Linked DNA regions of Mus musculus: regions 2, 3, 4, 5, 6 and 7 are each linked to region 1. Evidence: chromatin contacts called from public ChIA-PET, Hi-C, HiChIP or PLAC-seq and promoter capture Hi-C data. All regions are on one chromosome and are shown on one strand. The core of a region is the stretch at or near the end of the contact, and the rest is flanking DNA. Distances in the headings are between cores, read along the strand shown.

Evidence for each region. Promoter capture Hi-C pulls out the DNA fragments that hold promoters and counts their contacts. A called contact is a pair of places that touch in the nucleus more often than the background predicts. ChIA-PET counts read pairs in DNA pulled down with a chosen protein or histone mark. HiChIP or PLAC-seq counts read pairs in DNA pulled down with a chosen protein or histone mark.
Region 2: a Hi-C map of erythroblasts shows a contact between it and region 1, with 7 times the contacts expected there. The contact joins the promoter of Gpatch1 here to the promoter of Lsm14a in region 1. A contact is called at or near these places in 11 of 39 promoter capture datasets (the 3T3-L1 cell line, 3T3-L1-derived adipocytes, the C10 cell line and 7 more), 3 of 484 Hi-C or Micro-C datasets (CD4 T cells, Sertoli cells and erythroblasts), 6 of 115 datasets of contacts at active chromatin or transcription factors (astrocytes, bone marrow-derived dendritic cells, bone marrow-derived macrophages and 3 more) and 4 of 9 other capture datasets (adipose tissue, liver, macrophages and 1 more).
Region 3: a contact with region 1 is called in an HNF4G HiChIP or PLAC-seq map of pancreatic cancer cells. The contact joins the promoter of Cebpa here to the promoter of Lsm14a in region 1. A contact is called at or near these places in 12 of 39 promoter capture datasets (the 3T3-L1 cell line, the HPC-7 cell line, cranial neural crest and 7 more), 1 of 15 datasets of contacts at CTCF or cohesin (large pre-B cells), 3 of 484 Hi-C or Micro-C datasets (embryonic fibroblasts, muscle stem cells and regulatory T cells), 15 of 115 datasets of contacts at active chromatin or transcription factors (astrocytes, bone marrow-derived dendritic cells, bone marrow-derived macrophages and 11 more) and 2 of 9 other capture datasets (adipose tissue and liver).
Region 4: an H3K27ac HiChIP or PLAC-seq map of microglia shows a contact between it and region 1, with 4 times the contacts expected there. The contact joins the enhancer-like site here to the promoter of Lsm14a in region 1. A contact is called at or near these places in 6 of 39 promoter capture datasets (cranial neural crest, frontonasal cranial neural crest, hippocampal neurons and 3 more), 1 of 15 datasets of contacts at CTCF or cohesin (the NIH/3T3 cell line), 5 of 115 datasets of contacts at active chromatin or transcription factors (astrocytes, bone marrow-derived macrophages, embryonic limb bud and 2 more) and 2 of 9 other capture datasets (adipose tissue and pancreatic islet).
Region 5: a contact with region 1 is called in an RNA polymerase II ChIA-PET map of memory CD8 T cells, with 10 read pairs. The contact joins the enhancer-like site here to the promoter of Lsm14a in region 1. A contact is called at or near these places in 6 of 39 promoter capture datasets (the 3T3-L1 cell line, cranial neural crest, frontonasal cranial neural crest and 3 more), 9 of 115 datasets of contacts at active chromatin or transcription factors (T-cell acute lymphoblastic leukemia, astrocytes, bone marrow-derived dendritic cells and 6 more) and 1 of 9 other capture datasets (adipose tissue).
Region 6: a contact with region 1 is called in a promoter capture Hi-C map of hippocampal neurons, with 4 times the contacts expected there. The contact joins the enhancer-like site here to the promoter of Lsm14a in region 1. A contact is called at or near these places in 1 of 39 promoter capture datasets (hippocampal neurons), 7 of 115 datasets of contacts at active chromatin or transcription factors (bone marrow-derived dendritic cells, bone marrow-derived macrophages, craniofacial prominence and 4 more) and 1 of 9 other capture datasets (adipose tissue).
Region 7: a contact with region 1 is called in a FOXA1 HiChIP or PLAC-seq map of pancreatic cancer cells. The contact joins the enhancer-like site here to the promoter of Lsm14a in region 1. A contact is called at or near these places in 7 of 39 promoter capture datasets (the HPC-7 cell line, cranial neural crest, frontonasal cranial neural crest and 4 more), 1 of 484 Hi-C or Micro-C datasets (nephron progenitors), 10 of 115 datasets of contacts at active chromatin or transcription factors (the SCID.adh cell line, astrocytes, bone marrow-derived macrophages and 6 more) and 1 of 9 other capture datasets (adipose tissue).

Annotation. Positions count from the first base shown.
Region 1 is chr7:34,388,433-34,390,961 of GRCm38.p6, reverse strand. Lsm14a (LSM14A mRNA processing body assembly factor) reads left to right here and starts at 1,257. Exons shown (of 11, transcript NM_025948.3): 1 at 1,257-1,604. The coding sequence starts at 1,484. Gm12764 (predicted gene 12764) reads right to left here and starts at 2,349. Exons shown (of 2, transcript NR_169160.1): 1 at 1,954-2,349.
Region 2 is chr7:35,317,169-35,319,697 of GRCm38.p6, reverse strand. Gpatch1 (G patch domain containing 1) reads left to right here and starts at 1,258. Exons shown (of 20, transcript NM_026181.1): 1 at 1,258-1,357. The coding sequence starts at 1,285.
Region 3 is chr7:35,118,035-35,120,563 of GRCm38.p6, reverse strand. It overlaps Cebpa (CCAAT/enhancer binding protein (C/EBP), alpha), which reads right to left and starts at 1,271. Exons shown (of 1, transcript NM_007678.3): 1 at 1-1,271. The coding sequence starts at 1,145. The coding sequence ends at 66.
Region 4 is chr7:35,080,325-35,082,853 of GRCm38.p6, reverse strand. No RefSeq gene overlaps it. Among named protein-coding and RNA genes, the nearest start is that of Gm35611, 4.7 kb to the left of the region's middle. Within about 2 kb of position 1,258, at least 142 of the 459 cell types and tissues checked have an H3K27ac peak or open chromatin away from gene starts, as enhancers often do. A contact at or near this core is called in adipose tissue, astrocytes, bone marrow-derived macrophages and 3 more, where this site is marked.
Region 5 is chr7:34,984,156-34,986,684 of GRCm38.p6, reverse strand. The region is part of intron 9 of Pepd (peptidase D); the gene reads right to left. Gm35534 (a long non-coding RNA gene) reads left to right here. Exons shown (of 3, transcript XR_003946741.1): 1 at 1-1,816; 2 at 2,246-2,336. Among named protein-coding and RNA genes, the nearest start is that of Gm35534, 4.7 kb to the left of the region's middle. Within about 2 kb of position 1,259, at least 105 of the 459 cell types and tissues checked have an H3K27ac peak or open chromatin away from gene starts, as enhancers often do. A contact at or near this core is called in T-cell acute lymphoblastic leukemia and memory CD8 T cells, where this site is marked.
Region 6 is chr7:34,963,225-34,965,753 of GRCm38.p6, reverse strand. The region is part of intron 7 of Pepd (peptidase D); the gene reads right to left. Among named protein-coding and RNA genes, the nearest start is that of Gm25922, 21 kb to the right of the region's middle. Within about 2 kb of position 1,268, at least 22 of the 459 cell types and tissues checked have an H3K27ac peak or open chromatin away from gene starts, as enhancers often do. A contact at or near this core is called in hippocampal neurons, where this site is marked.
Region 7 is chr7:34,932,010-34,934,538 of GRCm38.p6, reverse strand. All of the region lies in intron 3 of Pepd (peptidase D), which reads right to left. Among named protein-coding and RNA genes, the nearest start is that of Gm25922, 11 kb to the left of the region's middle. Within about 2 kb of position 1,263, at least 19 of the 459 cell types and tissues checked have an H3K27ac peak or open chromatin away from gene starts, as enhancers often do. A contact at or near this core is called in pancreatic cancer cells, where this site is marked.

The DNA.
Region 1 (2,529 bases), core at 8-2,507:
AGTGTCTAAAACCAGAAACCCTTCCTCAAAATATTTGCATTCTAGCCAAGAAGGGAGACAAACACTTATGACTAAATAGACAAATGCGATGGGGGGTAGGGAGGGAGCAAGGCAAGAAGAGGGGTGTAAAGCGAGATCTACTGTAGTTTTGTAAATACATCACCTCTTAGGGCAGCTTTGAGCAGAGTATAATGAACTGTGGAAGCTGTGAGAAGAAGGGATGCTTGGAACAGTATGGAGCTGTGTAACAACAAATTAAATCATCCATGCCCTCATAAGCCAAACTAGGAAGTCTGGTTTTCACCTTGTGTAAAATGTAACCTGTGGAGCGCACTGAGTAGACGGATGTTATCTTGAGTTGAACAAAAGTCCAAAATCTCTTGCTACTTGAACATGATTCCCCCTGACTGCTGTGTTAAGAAAAACCTAGTAGGGGTAAGAGAAATAGAATTCTTCGGGAGCTACTGCCAACAACTCTGGCCAGGGTAACTGAGGCGTTATATAGAGCTGTACGGATGGAGACGGTCCAGCCTGAACAGACAAGATTTATAGTTAGGACAGGTGTGGAGGTGTAAGACAATCCAGGACTGGGGTCTTAGCTACTAAGCAAACGTTCCCGGTTCATAGTTACCTCCGAGAACAAGCTAGAGGGACGAGTTTGGAGTAAAACCGAAGAGTTACATCTCTGGATGCAAAGTTTTAAGATGCCAATTTGGTATCCGATCGGAGAGATGATCGTTATTAAGAAAGTGGAGCTGACATTAAGTGATCAAAGCGGCAGAGAAACACTTGGACTGGTGTTTCTTGCATAGTTAGTGACCGGGAACATCTTGAAAGCTAGGACACGGATCAAGCCGCATAAAAAGGGTTGGACTCAGTTTGGGGGACAGAGTCCCAGAGCCTCCCGGAGCGGCAGCCCTTGGAGTGTGAGACTCCTCAGGCGAAGATGGCTGCTCTGGCGTTTACAGTGAGAGTTCCGTGGCCCGCGGAGAGCGGCTCCGGAGCTGGGAGGCGACCGCTTACAAAGACTCTGGGCTCGTACCAAAGTGCAGCCCGCCTAGAAATGGCAGAGGCCGCAGTCAGCATCACCAGGCGGGATGGGCCCTCGTCTAGTCTTCCCGCGACATCTAGGTGCCGTGAAAACCTTCCACGTCGGGAGCGCAAGCCAAGCGCTCTGGGCCGCCGCGGAAAGAGCCCGGGACCGTCCGTGAGCTCGGCGAGTCTCGCGAGAAAGCACGCCGCCTCGCCCTCCCGGCATGCCCTGCGCCGCCGCCGCTGCTGCCGCCGCCGCCGCCGCCGCGCCGCGGTTTGAGGGCGGGAGGCTGGGGGAGGGTAAGCGGAGCCGGCGCGGCCGCCATGTTGGTTCTGAGGCGGCTGCTGTGAGGCGCCGACGGAGGGAGCGAGCGAGCGGGCGGGCGGGCGGAGCGGCGGGCGCAGCGCGGGATCTGACTGAGTGCGAGCGGCGGGCGACGGCGGCGGCGCCATGAGCGGGGGCACCCCTTACATCGGCAGCAAGATCAGCCTCATCTCCAAGGCGGAGATCCGCTACGAGGGCATCCTCTACACCATCGACACCGAGAACTCCACGGTAGCCCTCGCCAAAGGTACGGCGGGGCGGGCCTCGGGGTTTTGGGGGGCGCGGGTAGAGCGCCCCGCCGCCCTCGCGCTCTTCTCCCTCTGCGGTCCTCACGGGCCTCGCTCCCTCCCGGCCCCCAAGCGACAAGGGCCGGGCTGCGGCCTCCCCGGGCTCCCCGGGCTGCTTCCTTTCCCCCGAAGCTCCGCGCCTTCCATCCGGGGAACGAGTGCGCGGCGCCCGGGGCGGGGCGATGCTAAAGTCCCGGGAACCAGCCGGAGAACACACCCAGGTTCGCGGCTTCCAAGACCGAAATTCGGTCGTTCCTTCTTCGGAAGCGCCGAACAAAGCCGGAGGAGTCGAAGAATCTTGACGCCTACCTCGAGATGAATGCGGATGTGTTGATTCCTCGGGCACCCATTTTCTCAGCGTTCTTCGTCTGGGTCGGTGGCGACGGTTGTCGAGTGAACTCCTAAGGAGTGTGCTCCAAACTTTGGGTTTGCGCCGCAGACTTGTGATCTCGAAAGGCCGTTTCGTACCGTCCAGTCGATCGCATCCCGTTTGTCTCCTCTGTGATTGTTACCTGTTATGCCGGAATTCTTATGCAACCGAAGGGTGCGCGTTAAAATGCTTGCTTGCTGTCCCCATGGGCCAATTTTCTGGAACCCTGGTAGAAAGGAAAGTTTAAGTTTTGATGATCCGGGACTCTTGTACACACTTCAGAGCGAGTACTATCGGGGCGCTGACCGACTCCGCTGTACTTGGGGAGAGGAAGTTGTGTGGAAGGGGATCCCCCCCTACTTACCCCAACCCCATAGTCTGTACAGTCGATACAGTCAATTTGTGGGTTTTGTTTCCGTTCACGCGTGCTAGTGACAGGAAGGCACAAAGAAAATAAACTTGAGTTTCTGATCCTAGGGGAAGTCTTATAACAGTTTCTGATACCAGGGAGGTCT
Region 2 (2,529 bases), core at 9-2,508, 930 kb before region 1:
AGGCTGACATTAAACTCATAGAAATCCCCCTGCCTCTGCCTCCTCTGCCTCCTCTGCCTCCTCTGTCTCTGCCTCTGCCTCCTCTGCCTCCTCTGCCTCTGCCTCTGCCTCTGCCTCTGCCTCTGCCTCTGCCTCTGCCTCTGCCTCTGCCTCTGCCTCTGCCTCTGCCTCTGCCTCTGCCTCTGCCTCTTGAGTGCTGAGATTAAAAGTGTGAGTCACCAAGCCAGGCTGAATCACACCCCCCCCCGCCCCCCCACGTCTTGGCCAAGCTTGTGAAGTGAGATAACAGCGCCCATTGGCAGATGTCTGTACCTTAGATTTTCTGAAGGACCTCTCATTCTTAGCCCACTTGGTCTGCTTCTCTCTCTCTTTTCTAATTATTTGATTATTTATTATAGTGTCTCATTGTGTAGTTTAGGCTGATGTCCAGCTCTCTATCCATGCTTGATATCTTGTTTCTTGTCTTTCACCAATTTCCTTAGCGTGCAGGGTTCTGATATTCTCAGGGTCGGCAAATCCTTCCAAAAGTCTAGGAGGGGGCCTCACTTTTGCAAATATAAAGATGACAAGTATATTGTGTGTGAGTGTGTGTGTGGCCCGATTCATACGATGTGCACTAAAGACACATCTGCCTGTTGGTTCCTTCCCATTTCCGGTGTAGAGGGCCAGACAGTGGCCACTGGGCAAGCACTTTTCCGGAAGCTGGTTGGGACCGGTGGAAGATCGGGTTGGCACTTATTGCTGGCTGAGGCAATTAAGCAGGGGCGAAGGAGCCAGTCGCAGGACTGGCTGTACGGAATTACAGAGACTCTGCCCTGCGTCCGAATATTTGGTTTCCAGCATCTTATCGCTGTGTCCTTCCAGTACTCAGGCGCATGGCAGAGCCAGGATGGGGTGTACAGAGACCAATATTGTTTTTGTTGTTTGTTTGTTTTCGTTTTCTTCTTCTTCTTTTTTTTTTTTTCTCGAGACGAGACAGGGTTTTTTTGTGTAGCTTTCATTGTCCTGAAACTTTCTTTGTAGACCAAGCTGGCCTCGAACTCAGAGATTCTCCTGCCTCTGCCTCCTGACTGTTAGGATTAAAGGCGTGCGCTATCACTTCCCGGCACAGATACAAATCTTATCTGCAGTCGGACTTGCATAGGACTATGATTTGCGAGGAGGAGGTGACATTTCCCCCTCAAACAAGTCTTTATAGAATGCTCCAGTTCACAGAAGCGAAACTGAATGTTTTTGGCCTATAGAGGCTCCCGTAGCGAGGGGGCGGAGCCCGGAAGGAGCAGGATGGCGGCGCTGGACAGTGACAGCGACGAGGATCTGATCAGCTATGGAACGGGCCTGGAGCCTCTGGACGAAGGTGCGGGTCCGATGGCCGGCGGTGTCTGAAGGGCGCAGGCTGAGAGTCCAGCACGTGGGCGACAGCGACATCTCGTCCTGGGTCTGGGCTCGCTCGCTGTGGGCACAGGGAACACGCTGGAGAGGCTTGTGCACTGCACTTGGGCGCCGCGTTCTCGGGGGGCAGAGAAGGACGCGGAGGGCTGGGAGATGCAGGAATGACTAGGCAACATGGGTATGATGGAGGGCGGTCAGTCAGTCTCTTGTCCCGAGGCAACGTTTGCACCCGTCCTTGAAAGTAAAAGAAACCAGACCTGGAAAATCTGGGGAGAAACACTTGAGATAGGAAATCCCTTAAAGTGGCAGACAGCTTAGCAGTCTAGGGATAGTCAGGATTCGTGTGGGTGGCCCTTGCCATGGTAAGGAATCTGGAGTGTGTGTGTCCCTGAGGAGGGAACCTCGTGCATTCTAGGCTAGTGTGTTACAACTGAGCTACATATCCAACCCCAAGAATTGGAATCTTTCCTTTTTCTGACAGGGTCTCATGTAACCCATGCTGACATCAAACCCCACTTTATAGCCCAGACTGGACTTGAACTCTTGATCCTCCTATTCTTGTGTAACATGTGCTTGGTTTGCAGCTGTGTGCCGTCACACCCAGCCAGGAGTTTGGCTCTTATACTACGGGTATTGGTTCAGTTTACACAAAGAGAAATGCATTTCTTCCCTTTTACTTTTTTTTTGGGGGGGGGGGAACAGGGCCTTGCTAGCTCCACTTGGCTGGACTCACAGTATTTTAGCAGCCTCTGCCTCTCAGGTGCTGGTGTTAAAGGTGTGTAGTGCCATGCCTGGCAGGATGCATGTTTTAACATTATGTTTGCTTTAATTTTGAGAGTAGTTTCCTTGGGGGGTGGGCAGGAATGAAGCAGGGAGACTGTGGTTGTGTGGACTGGAGAGTTAGCAGCAACAGCTGTTGAGTAGGTTTTGCATGGAGCAGACTTGACCGGTGTTGACTGGAGTTGCTCGTGAAATACAGAAATACAGGGGTGAAGGTAAGATGAAGCAAGGCTCTGTGGCGTTTCCGGTCTGTTTCACTTAATGACTAGGTTTATCTACTGGGTGTCCATACCGCTGATGGGAGTGCTAACATTGTGGGGAAGATAGAGGAGTCACAGTGGTGGACCAGAAGTTACC
Region 3 (2,529 bases), core at 22-2,521, 730 kb before region 1:
CCCGAAACCATCCTCTGGGTCTCCAGCCAGGGGGCCGGCCCAAGGCGGTCCCGCAGCCGCGCGCCTCACGCGCAGTTGCCCATGGCCTTGACCAAGGAGCTCTCAGGCAGCTGGCGGAAGATGCCCCGCAGCGTGTCCAGTTCACGGCTCAGCTGTTCCACCCGCTTGCGCAGGCGGTCATTGTCACTGGTCAACTCCAGCACCTTCTGTTGCGTCTCCACGTTGCGTTGTTTGGCTTTATCTCGGCTCTTGCGCACCGCGATGTTGTTGCGTTCCCGCCGTACCCGGTACTCGTTGCTGTTCTTGTCCACCGACTTCTTGGCTTTGCCCGCACCGGCACCGCTGCCACCGCCGCCGCCTCCCGTGCGGAGGTCGGGGTGCGCACCGGCCAAGCCCTTGAGCGCGCTCCCGGGGCCAGGCAGGCCCGCAGCACCCAAGGCGGGCGCAGCGTGCGGGCTGGGCACGGGCGTGGGCGGCGGTGTGGGGTGGCCAGGCTGCAGGTGCATGGTGGTCTGGCCGCAGTGCGCGATCTGGAACTGCAAGTGGGGGGCGGCCAGGTGCGCGGGAGACGCGTGCGGGTGCGGCGGTGGCGGTGGCGGCGGTGGCTGGTAGGGGAAGAGGCCGGCCAGCGCCAGCTGCTTCGCCTCGTCCTCCTCGCGGGGCTCTTGTTTGATCACCAGCGGCCGTAGCGCGGGCGCCCCGACGCGCTCGTACAGGGGCTCCAGCCTGCCGTCCAGGTAGCCGGCCGCCGCACAGCCGTAGCCGGGAGGGGGCCCGTGCGCCCCCGCGGACATGACCGCGCCGCCGGGGCCCGCCGGGGCTCCCGGGTAGTCAAAGTCACCGCCGCCACCCGCGGGGCCCGCCGCCGCCTTGGCCTTCTCCTGCTGTCGGCTGTGCTGGAAGAGGTCGGCCAGGAACTCGTCGTTGAAGGCGGCCGGGTCGATGTAGGCGCTGATGTCTATAGACGTCTCGTGCTCGCAGATGCCGCCCAGCGGCTCCGGGGCGGCAGGTGGGGCTGGGGGCGGCGCGGGGCCCGCGCCCCGGGGAAAGCCAAAGGCGGCGTTGCTGGGCGCGTGCGGGGGGCTCTGGAGGTGACTGCTCATCGGGGGCCGCGGCTCCACCTCGTAGAAGTCGGCCGACTCCATGGGGGAGTTAGAGTTCTCCCGGCATGGCGAGCCTCGGCGGCCTCCAGCCTGCGCGTGGCGCCGCTGTCGCCGCCGCCCACCCAGTGCCCCAACTGGCTCGCGCCCGCGCAGCTTCGGGTCGCGAATGGCCAGGCCCGCGCGGGGACCGCTTTTATAGAGGGTCGGGCATCGCCCCCTGGTGTCCAAACGGGTCTCGGATCGAAGGCGCCAGTAGGATGGTGCCTGCTGGGTCTTAGAGCCCGCCTTCTCCTGTGACTTTCCAAGGCGGTGAGTGGGGAGCATAGTGCTAGTGGAGAGAGATCGTGGCGCAACGCCCACTGACTCCTGCGCTGCAAGGCGAACCCGGCTTGCAGCGCTCAGCCCCACCCCGGCGGCGCTGTCGCCCCCGCACACACGTGGTCCGTGGTTAGGCGCCCCTCCTTTAAGCCTCTAAGTCACCCACTTCCAGCCAACACTAGGGAGCCCGGGAGCATCTAGAGGCCGAGCGAGGGGAGGTGGAGGTTGGGGAGCGTTTGGAGAGAGAATGTTGGTTTTGAGCTACCGTAGTGCAGACTTGTGTTAAAAGCTGGGACTAGGCCTGTCTCCCACCCGGATTTCTAAAAGGCTGTGGCGGAGAGCCGCGGCGCGGGAGGTTGGAGACTGCTTTGGACCAGCAACCTAGCGCGCACCGCCGAGTGGCGAGGCCGGGAGCGCAGAGATTGTGCGTCTTTTTCTCTGAACTCCACGCGACCCCACGGCTTCCAGGCAGAGCACCTCTCTTTCGCCCAGCTTCTCTAGAACTACAGGGTCCCACGGGCTCTTCAGAGTAGTAGGGCGCTAGGACCCGGCGGGGAGCGGAGGCGGCCGCTAACCCCGGAGCCTGGTGGACCTGGCTCGTCCACTCGCCTAGGCTGGAAAACTTTCTTTTTCATTGCGTCTCCAGGCCAGAGCGATAGGATTGCTAGGCTTACCAGGCAGACGTTGCTACCCAGCGTGGAGCACTCTAGTCAAGTGTTCGGGACACCACCACCCCACGCCCGGGACCAGCCGGTGGGTCCTCTGAGCCTCGCGGAAAAGGACCCTAAGGAGAGCGCACAGGGGCCGCGAGAGGGCAGGGTGTTGGAGAGGAGTGAACTTGAATCGGGGACTGTGATCCCCAGGCGGGGCCCATAGCCAGGGGCCTGAAGACACAGTTTTCTTTCCCTACTGTCATTCATGGGGGCACTAATCTCGGTAGCTCGGGTGTCCAATTCCTAGCTACGAAGCCTTTCGAGCACCCACTTGGGAGCCCTCCGCGCCGCGCCGCCTACAGGCTCGCGGCTGTGGGTAGGAGTTTGCGTGCATCGGCTCCCAGCCACGTGGCGTCTCGTTCACCCTCCACCTGGATCGCGGCCGCGGAGGTCCG
Region 4 (2,529 bases), core at 9-2,508, 690 kb before region 1:
GGTCCATTGTAGATGCCTAGGGGAAGAGGGAGAAGAAGAGGAGGAGGAGGAGGAGGAGGAATAGAAAGTGAGGAGGGGGAGAAGAGAAAGAGGAAGAGAAGAGGGGGAGGAGGAAAAGAGAAAAAGGAGGAAGAGGAGAGAAGGAAGAGAAGAAGAGGAAGGAAGAAGAAGAGGAGGAGGAGTTTGGTTGTTTACTTTGTTTCCCTTCATGGTGAAACCTCAATCCTCATTAGCACTGGCCAATCGCCTGCTGTGTTACCTCTGCATGGGGGTACCTCTGGGCCATGGTCTTTTATGTCATCTTTCCCTTCTCTTATCTGGAACTACAGAGGCAAACCCTCATTCTCTTGGATGCTGGGGGTAGAAGGAAGCATGAGATCCAAATTCAGACAGTTGCAGGTTTAGTCCATTTACTGTTGCTAAAACAAAACTCCTGAGGCTGGGTAATTTATACAGGCAAGAGGTTTATTTCAGCTTGTGGCTCTAGAGGCTGAGAGGTTTAAAACTGGGCAGCTACATCTTTTATTTGTTTTGTGATGAGGCTGGCCTTGTAGCCCAGGCTAGCCCATATTCTCCTGCTTCAGCTGTCTGAATGAGTGTTGGTGTTATAGGCATGTGCTATTACACCCAAAATAGTTAATTATTCTACAGCGTTGATGTTGAAATCCAGGGCTTTGGATGGACTAAGCAAGCATTCTACCACTGAACTATACCACCCCACAGCCCCTCACTGGGAGATTCTAAGCAGGGGCTCTACCACTGGGCCACACTCCCAGCCCCTCACTGGGGAATTCTAGGCAGGTGCGCTCTGCTGAGCCATATCCTCAACCCGGTAGCCAAGTCTTTCCAGGTCCTCAAGCTGTTTTGCAGCACAGCTCAGCTCAGCTCAGCTCAGCTCAGCTCAGCACAGCACAGCACAGCTCAGCTCAGCTCAGCTCAGCTCACACAGCATCACATGTGATGCCTGGAGATTGGTGGACACATGTGAGAGAGTGAGTGGAGACACCAGGCTCTATTCATAACAACCTGCTCTAGAGATAACTACTCCCGGCTCCGAGGATTAAGTACATTAATCTCTTCACGAAGGTGGAGCCCCCGTGACATAATAATCTCCTAAAGGTCCCACCAGCCCTCAGTACCATCATCCTGAGAACCAGTTTTTCAACCCATGAATTGGAGCACAAATCACTCAAACCGTCTCACAGGCCCCCTGTTAGGACCTTGGACCTGAAACACAATGACACAGACTATGAGCCATCACCAGGGAGCAGTGACTACAGCAGGCAGAGGCCAAACCTGAGAACATGCCTGTTCTTAGGTGCCAAGGGCCAAGCTGGTTGAAAGAAGATTTGCCTCTCGGCTTCCATTAAACCTGTGAGCTCATGGAAGCTTCCAGAAACCCGTGTGTTTGGTTTGATCTTCAGTCTGTTAGCTTGTTTTCATTGGGCAAGAATATCTTTTCTTTCGCTCTGTCTTCAACATGGATGCTTACAGTTCAGGAAGCCTGTTTACCAATCATTTGGGAGACAGAAAGTGAAACTCGCTGCTCTTTGGAAAACTGTGGTTTGGGCTGGTGAGGGAGGGGAGGAAGTTGGTGGGAGAGCGTGAGCGGACCTGTGTATGAGGCTTTAGATTCCACGAGAAAAACAAAACAAACAAAAAGGAAACTGGTTACTAGTTCCGACCCTTCCTCCACGGGTCAAAGGCTGCCTGAGTCTTTCTCAACCAAGCTGGGAAATGGCAGTTTCTTTCCTGTAGTTCCTGGGATCTGCTTGAAGCTTGCTAATTGCACAGGAAGCCACGGGACCAGAGCTGAAAGTCCCTCTTTTGCCACGGGAGACAGTAAGCCAGACTGGATTTGAGCTCTGGCCCAGGCAGCTAGGAGGGCTGTGTCAGTTCCTGCATCCTGCCGGGTTGGTTCTGAGTGACTGAGGCAGGGAGAGGCTTTCCTGCAGTTTGGCTCAACAACTGAGATATTATCTGTAAAGTTGTGCTGCGCCTGGTCCTGAAATCATCAAAGAATTAGCTCAGGCTGACGCAGTTATGGGGTAAATACTGACCGTAACCCTGGTTCCCTTCCACAGTACCCGGGGTTCATCCCCCACTTTATTCTCAAGGCACATCTGTGCCTTTAAGTTCTCCGTACCCACAGTTACAGTGCGGGATAGTGCCTTGAATTCATCAAAGCCAATTACTGCAGTTCATTTTTTTTCAGCTTGGAGTTTTTCATTTTAAGTTGTCATGGGAAAATAACTCTTAATAAATCCCTTTAAGCACAAGGAACTAGGGCAATTATGGACATTTTAAGAATTATTGAAACATTTTAAAGTTTTTTTGATGAATGTTCTAAAGGACACAAGTCATTTTTTTTTCTTTTTTCTTTTCTTTTCTTTTTTTTTTTTTTGTTTTTTGTTTTTTGTTTTGGAAGGGCTTCAATTACTCTCAAGGACAGACACCGGGCACACAGATTGTTCAAATCTAACTAATTATCTGCCTCCTCCCACAACAGTCACACCTTCAAAACATTGA
Region 5 (2,529 bases), core at 10-2,509, 600 kb before region 1:
GCCCTGGCAGGAGCAGAGCCCACCAGGCATTTAGGCACAAAACACAAAGCCTTTTATTTTCCACCCATAGCACTTCCCTTTTCTTTTTTAAAAATGTGTGAACCTTTAGACTCCCCCTTCCCCACCCTCGTCTTGATAGAGACATTGGTATGAGAAATCTTTTTTACCTAGGAGAGAATCAGCATTCTAGGTGACAGAAAGTCAGCCTGGGGGAGAGGGGGAGGAAAGGGGAAAAAGGAGCTTGGGGAGGGCTAGGGGAAAGGTTTGGGGGGGGGTGTCAGAGGGAACAGTTCGGGGAGGCTATGTCCTGTACCTGTCACCACTACTGAGTGCTGGGATTAAAGGTGTTTGCCACCACAACCGGTTGCCACCACAAATGACATAATTACAATTTCAAAAAAAATTAAAAATTATTATAACAACAACAACAACAACAACAAAAAACCCAAAACACTGTAGGGACCAAACTGAGGATGTCTACTAAGCAGAACCCAGAAGCTACCAGAATATAAACTCTGGCCTTCACCATGATAAAAAATTTCCTCCTGGAGTTGTCGTGGTGGTAAAGATCTATTACTCCAGTTACTGAGGAGGCAGAGGCAGGAGGGTAGCACATTCAAGGCCTGCCTGAGCTAAGGAATAAGATCAAGAATGGTCTGGACAGCTTAGTGAGACCCTAGGAGGCAGAGGCCTGGGCTTACAGAGCCAGCTCTAGGACAGCCAGGGCTACATAGAGAAACCTTGTCCTGGAAAACAAACATAAACATAAACAGAGGAGCAGGGGTGTGGTTTAGCAGGAGGAGCAGGGGTGTGGCTTAGCAGGAGGGTGCAAACACAGTGTGAGAGCCTCTAGATAACCACACTTCCTCAGAGGTTGGCCTACAGTGGCCAAAGTCTACCATTACAGCTGCCCTAAAGAAAAGTCAGGCAAAGCTAACCCCAGCTGGTGAAGATGTCTGAGGAAAGGAGGTGCACAGGCAGCTCACACCCACTCCTTAGCTCTTTGGGAGTTCACCTCCCACAGTCTATCTACAACTTAAATATCCACTCCCTTTCTTCTGTACCTGAGCACTTCCAGAAGGCATCCTGGGCCCACCTGACAGCTCTCAGTCAGCTGAGCGGATGGGGCCAGAGCCACAATATCTGTTGTGGTAAAATAAGAAATATCTCCCCCAAAGCTCCAGTGTTGTGGGCTCTGCCCCCGGCAGGCCTTGCTGAGACTAAGACATTAACGTCACTGGTGAGTTCGTAGCTCGGCTGTGAAGAGGAGGTAGGGGCTGGCTGGAGGAAGGAAGTCTATGCAGATAGCCTAGCTTGGTTTCCAGTAGACTCTGCTCCTGGCTTCCACAGGTGGCCAACAGTGCTCCTCCACAAACTTCCTCCATCGCCTACAAGCAAGACCTGGTGGGTCGTGGACTGAAACCTCCCACACTTAAGCCCAGATCAATCGTTCCTCCTGTAGACGTCCTCAGGGTTTTAGTTGCAGTGATAAAAACCTCATACATCCTCTGTGAGGAATGGGAGGAAGTTTAGAGACAGCCTCTAACATGTGAGAAAAAAAAATTGTTTTTTTCTATCAATGATGGCTAGGCTGCTGAGGACAAATATTCCCGTGGCCTCCTCCATCCTGTAAGACTGCAGTGACCCCGAACACTCCTGAGACCTGCTTTGCTATCATTCCCTGCCCCTCGTGCCTGTTACTCATCAGCCAGCTGTGTCAGACTCTGAGGTCCAGCTCCCAGCAGTGGGGTTGAGAGTCACAGCTGTGCTGGAGGAGAAGGACGTGAACGCCACACCTCCTGCTCTTGCTTCAGAGGTTAGGATCCTAGTACACCTCTTTTGTGAAAGGAAATTGCCTGACCGGGTTATCTGACCTCTGTTCTCCTGTTTCCCTGTGACAGTGGGTATATTCTTTTCCTGGGTTGGTGAGTGTGAAGTGGGCGGTTAGGATGTGGGAGCACAGTCATGGTGGGGTTCAAGCTGGGAGAGGTTACATCACAAACTGCCAGCAATTCACGGGCGAGCGGCAGACCAGGCGGAAGAAGGTTATAGGAAGTAGACCTGGAAATCCCACACAAACTGAAAGTCTCTGCATCTGTGTTAAAGATCTGGCAGCCTGCTTGATTTTGACAAAGCAAAGCACAATGACTGTGGAGCAAGCCTAGAGCCCAAAGCACTCTGGGTTATTGCTAACAGTCAGTTGCCTTGACTTCTGTATCTGACCCCACATTCTCCTGACTCCCAGGGAAGCTTTTCAGAATGCAGAGCTATGCCTCACTGACCTCTAGCTCCGCCACTCCAGGACCTAAGGACATTGGAACACTGTAACCACTAAGGTAACTGGTAATGTGTTGATACACAACTTTCTTTTGTTTGGTGACTATAAAAGTTCAGGTAACCTCTTCTGCAATGAAACAGCATTCAGGACAACCTCAATCCATGTTTCTGGGTCATGGTCACTATTATTTGGCTCAGAGTAAGGCAGAGTCAGGATTTTATATAAACAAGAGAAAGGGCAGTCGTCTTAGT
Region 6 (2,529 bases), core at 19-2,518, 570 kb before region 1:
GCTTGCTCGACCTGCTTTCTTATAGCATCCAGGACCACCAGCCCAGGGATGGCTCCACCCACAGTGAGCTGGGCCCTCCCACATGAATCACCAGTTTTAAAAAAATGCACCACAGGCTTGACCACAGGACCAGAGATGGGGGAAACACTTTCTTTGTTTCTTCTTTCTTTTCTTTTCTTTTTTTTTTTTTTTTTTTGATTTTCCGAGACAGGGTTTCTCTGTGTGTAGCCCTGGCTGTCCTGGAACTCACTCTGTAGACCAGGCTGGCCTCGAACTCAGGAAGAACTTTCTCAATTGAGTTTACCTCTTCAAAAATGAAATGAATGTGGCTAGTGTCAAGTTGACATCAAATTAGGCAACACGAGCAGCAGCAAGTGCTCGTCACTGCCGAGTCATCTCTCCAGCCCCTCCTCATTACTATAAATATGTCATTTACACTGACGTAGATTTTATGGGTATAGTAAAATACGCAGGCAGGCACGCACGCATGCACGTGCATGCACGTATCTCCAGAGACAGGGTTTCTCTGTCAGCCCTGGCTGTCCTGGAACTCAGTCTGTAGATCAGGCTGGCCTCTGTCTCTGCCTCTGCCTCTGCCTCCCAAGTGCTGGGATTGATAGCCTGCGCCACCACCGCCCAGTGTATTTCCATATTTTTAATGATCCTAGCAGTATTATCACCTCAGGCATACTTTTTTTCCTTTTTTTTCGTTTATTTTGAGACAGAGTCTTACTATGTAGACTAGGCTGGCCTTCGATTCTTTATGTAGCCCAGGCTAGCTTTGAACTTTCAATCTCCTTGACTCTGGTCCTAAAGTGCTAGAGTCATAGGTATGTACCATCATAGGTAGCTATATATAATTTCTTTATATTAAAACCATTCAAAGCTCCTCCCCAGTAGCTAATTCCAAATATTCAATTAATTGATAGCAGTCACATCTATTCAACTGCACCCTTGTGCCTATTAACCATTCTCTCTCATTCTCATTCTCTGTCTCTCTGTCTGTCTGTCTGTCTGTCTGTCTCTGTCGCTCTGTTTCTCTGTCTCTCTGTCTCTCTCTCCACACATTCCTTCTAGACTCTGGTTATATTTTTTAACTTTTAAAAGTATACAAATGCTGCTTTTACCCTAACAAAAGGGTTGTTCTTTTCCAGAAAGATACACCAAAGGGTAATAAAATATGGAGTAATTCTCTGCAGTCCTGGGAATGGGACCAAGGGCCTCCTGTGGATTAGGCATCCACTGCAGAGCTACATGCAAGCTGGAGGTCTGCAGCTGGTGGTTATGTAAGGGAAAAAAATCTCTTTCTTTGCTACCAGAAGCCTGCTCTTGCGGATGGCTGGCTGGATGGTGATGTTAGGACACGAGGGGGCTGCCTCCAGGGAGCATTCCCAAGGAGGGTGTGGACCACAGCCACAGCGATGGTGATGCAAACCCAATATTATAGTTTTTTCATTTTTATTTTTGTTGTTATTTTTACCGTTTACAGTTATCTTCTCTCTCCCCAAACGTGGAGGATTTACTGCTCAATAAAGAGCAGATGAAATGGTAAGAATTCTGGCCAAAAAAACACCATGATGGGAGTCGGAGGTGAGGACAGCAAGTGCTGTGCGGAGTGCGGTGTGGGAGGTGATGTGGGGTCCTGCAGCCTCAGCTTGTGAGGGGAAGATGGTACACGAAGTTCCCAGAGCAGGCCACAAACAGGGCCCTTGTGTGGCAAGCTGGCAAAAGGAAGCCAGGGGAGAGCCAAAAGAACCACAGCACTAAAAGCATCCTGTGAGGGATGGGAGGTGGGATGGTGGGCGGGATGGCGGGCAGGATTTTGATCTACAGTCCCTATACTATTTCCTCATTATGGGAGTCTCTCATTCTTTTAATACAATTTATTAGCATATATTAATTATACAAAATAATGGGTCTCATTTTGACATTTTTGTATTATTTTTTTTATAGTAGTGCAGGCCAGCCTTGAACTCATGAATCTCTGGTTGAGTTAGCCTCCTAGGTGACGGGATTAAAGGCATGACTGTCATGCCTAGTTTCATTTATACATGTGTGTAACATGCTCATGCTGAACCACCTCGTCTTCCTAAATAGTCACACACACACACACACACACTGACACACCCTGCCCCTAACCCCCCCACACACACACACATGCTCTCCCATACCACCACCGCGCCACACATATAAACGCATACATACACATGAGACACACCACAGTTTGAATTAAAATCAACACGCCAGAGGAATGTGTCGGTGAGATAGCTCCCTTTCTAGGCCTTCCGAACTACACTTAGCATGATGGTCTCTGCTTCTGCCCATTTTCCCGCAAAAGACATTTCATTCTTTGCAGTGACCCAAACTCCTTAGTGTACATACATCAGGTTTTCTTTTCTCAGCTGTTGGTGGACTAATTCCATACCACGCTGTTGTGAAAGGCACAGCAGTAAATATGGGTGCACAAGTGTGTCTGTAATATTCTGGCTGATTCCCTTTGGTACCAGGAGTGGCACACTGGGTTTTTTC
Region 7 (2,529 bases), core at 14-2,513, 540 kb before region 1:
CAGTTGATGGTAAAGGGTGTCCTGCCGCTGAACCGTCTCTGCCGCCCTGGGACCTCTGATTCAGTCCACCGTGTCCCTGGCTGCCTGCAGAAGTCCCAGCTTCCACTCTTCCCCTCCACATCGCCTTCGGGGCCATGGAATATGTGACTTCCCAGCTGCACCTCTTTAAAGGAAGGTTAATACGCGGATGCTTTAAAGAAGTCAAGAAGAATTTAAGCTGAGTCCTCAAACTTTAAAACAATTAGCCAAGGAGAAAGCAGGAGTAGATGAGGTGAGACAGCCCTCACCCAACTCTATGCTTTCCCTGGATTCAGCAGGCTGCAGTGCCACCCAGATGAATCAATGCTGTTGGGGGCAGTGGGCTCCCACATGGAAGAACAGTCACTACATGGAGGGGGGTGATGTCACCAGCCAAGTGCCACATCCAGTGAAGTGCATATATGCCACCTGCACTACTGCAAACCTGGTTGCATACCCACCCCTTCCCGTCCTACTGTTGTCTCACAGCATGTGCCCCATCCAACAGGTCTCAGTACAGCACAACAGATGGTCTCTACATTTACCAGGGACGTAAGGGATGTGTGGATGGCAGGCAGTATTCCTGGGAGTTCATCTGGGGATGAAACCAGGAGGCCCTCAGAGCTCCACGACCTATGTGCCACAGCACAGCACTGCTTGGGAACTAGGAGTCCATATATCAATCTCTTTCCACCTAAACAAGTAAAACTTGTTATCAGAGGTTCAGACTATAAGGACCAGGGGATGGGGAGGGTAGTGGACCCAGCAATGTGTGTGTGTGTGTGTGTGTGTGTGTGTGTGTGTGTGTGTGTGTGTGTCACAGCCCAGGTAGAAAGCCCACTTCAGGCTGAGAAGCTCTGATCTCACTGTGGTCTCATAGAATGCCCTCTTCTTTTCTTTCCTTTTTCCTCTCCTTCGACCTCTGAAAAACTCACTGGGCATCAAGCTCTTGCCGTTAATTAAATTTGCACAATTCAGTCACATTAGCTTCTGCCATGAGACAGGGCTCAAAAGTTAACTGGCCACGATCTGACACCTCTTAGCAAAAGGCCTCAAGAGCTGAGGCAGGAGGTGTCACTTCAACTGGGTTGTGGGAGTCCCAGGTGCAGACTGGGAAAGCAAGGGGTAGGGCCACCAGCAAGACAGCTGCTAGATTATCTTCATCACTCCCTCTCCAGCTGTGCCAGCTGTGCCAGTACAGCCCCGCCCTACCTCTGGCCCCAGTCACTTTGTCAACACCAGGACTGACAGGCATGAAAAGCAAACTCCTACCGATTGGGAAGCACAAAGATCTGACTCAGCCTCCAGGGCTCTGCACAGGAGGTCAGGCCAGCCACTGAAGTGGGGGCCCTAACCTTTTCATATCCACCACTATAGAGCACCAGGAGCCTCTTAAGAAGGAAGGCATAGCAAATATCTCCCTGTCCTTCTCTTCTGGAGTCTCACAAGTTAAGAGTCCATCAGAGATTTGCCAGACCGGAAGCCTGGTGAGGTCTCGAAGCGGTAAGCCCCAGGTTGAGAGCTTGATCCCATGGAGCCAGGGGAAGTGGCAGCAAAGGAGGTGATGGCAGTAAGCTGTGAACACTGGGTGTCCCTCCTGCGTGCTCACCTCAAACTCCCACATGGTGCTTACACAACGTACTTGGACATCACTGAGCAATGCCTTGAAATGCCTTGCTGAGCAATCTAAGAAAGGAGCTATTTATTTCTTGGGCTCTTGGTTCCAGAGGCTCAGTGTGGGGCTGCTTGGCTCCACTACTCCTCAGTGAATGCGGAGGCAGGGCAGTACGGTGGAGGGCATGCACAGCAAAGGCTGTTCCATTTGCAGTGGATGGACAGCTGCCAGCAGAGACGGAGGGCCCTGAGACAAGATGGCACTCCGAGGACACATCCCAGTGACCTATCTCCTCCAAAATCTTCTTTCCTAAAGCACCATCTGGTAGGAAAACCAAGCATTTAATATATGACCTTATGGGGGACAACTGTCATTCAAACTGTCTATGGATGGCAAGGTGGAGCAAAGAGAGGCTGGACCCCAGAAGAAGCCCAACAGGAAGAAGTGAGCACAAGTACTGCCCCCCCCCAGTACCCCTTGTACTTGCTCTCCTTACAGAGGCAGATGCCACAGTCTAGGCTGAGTGCAAACTGGGTCTTAATTTACCTCCCATGCATTGTCTTGCCAGGAATAACCACCAACATATAAAATACGAAGAGCTATGGTCATTTTGTCTGGTACTCTGCACATTACATTCTTAGGACAGAGATAATTATGTTTGAGCAGTACTTGCTTTTTCATGTTTGTGAGTTAACTACAGTAAAAATCATTTAGATATTACCTGGAGGGACATATGTGCCAGGCTGCATGATCAAACCAGCCATGGAACACTTGGCAGCCACAACTTGGTGGAGCTGATGGGAAAGGGGGTGACATGTCTACTGGTGGGAAGGGTCACTGGGAATCTCTGAATGCACTGAGGGGGTGTGGACAGGGCACAAAGTGGCTTCTTAGAG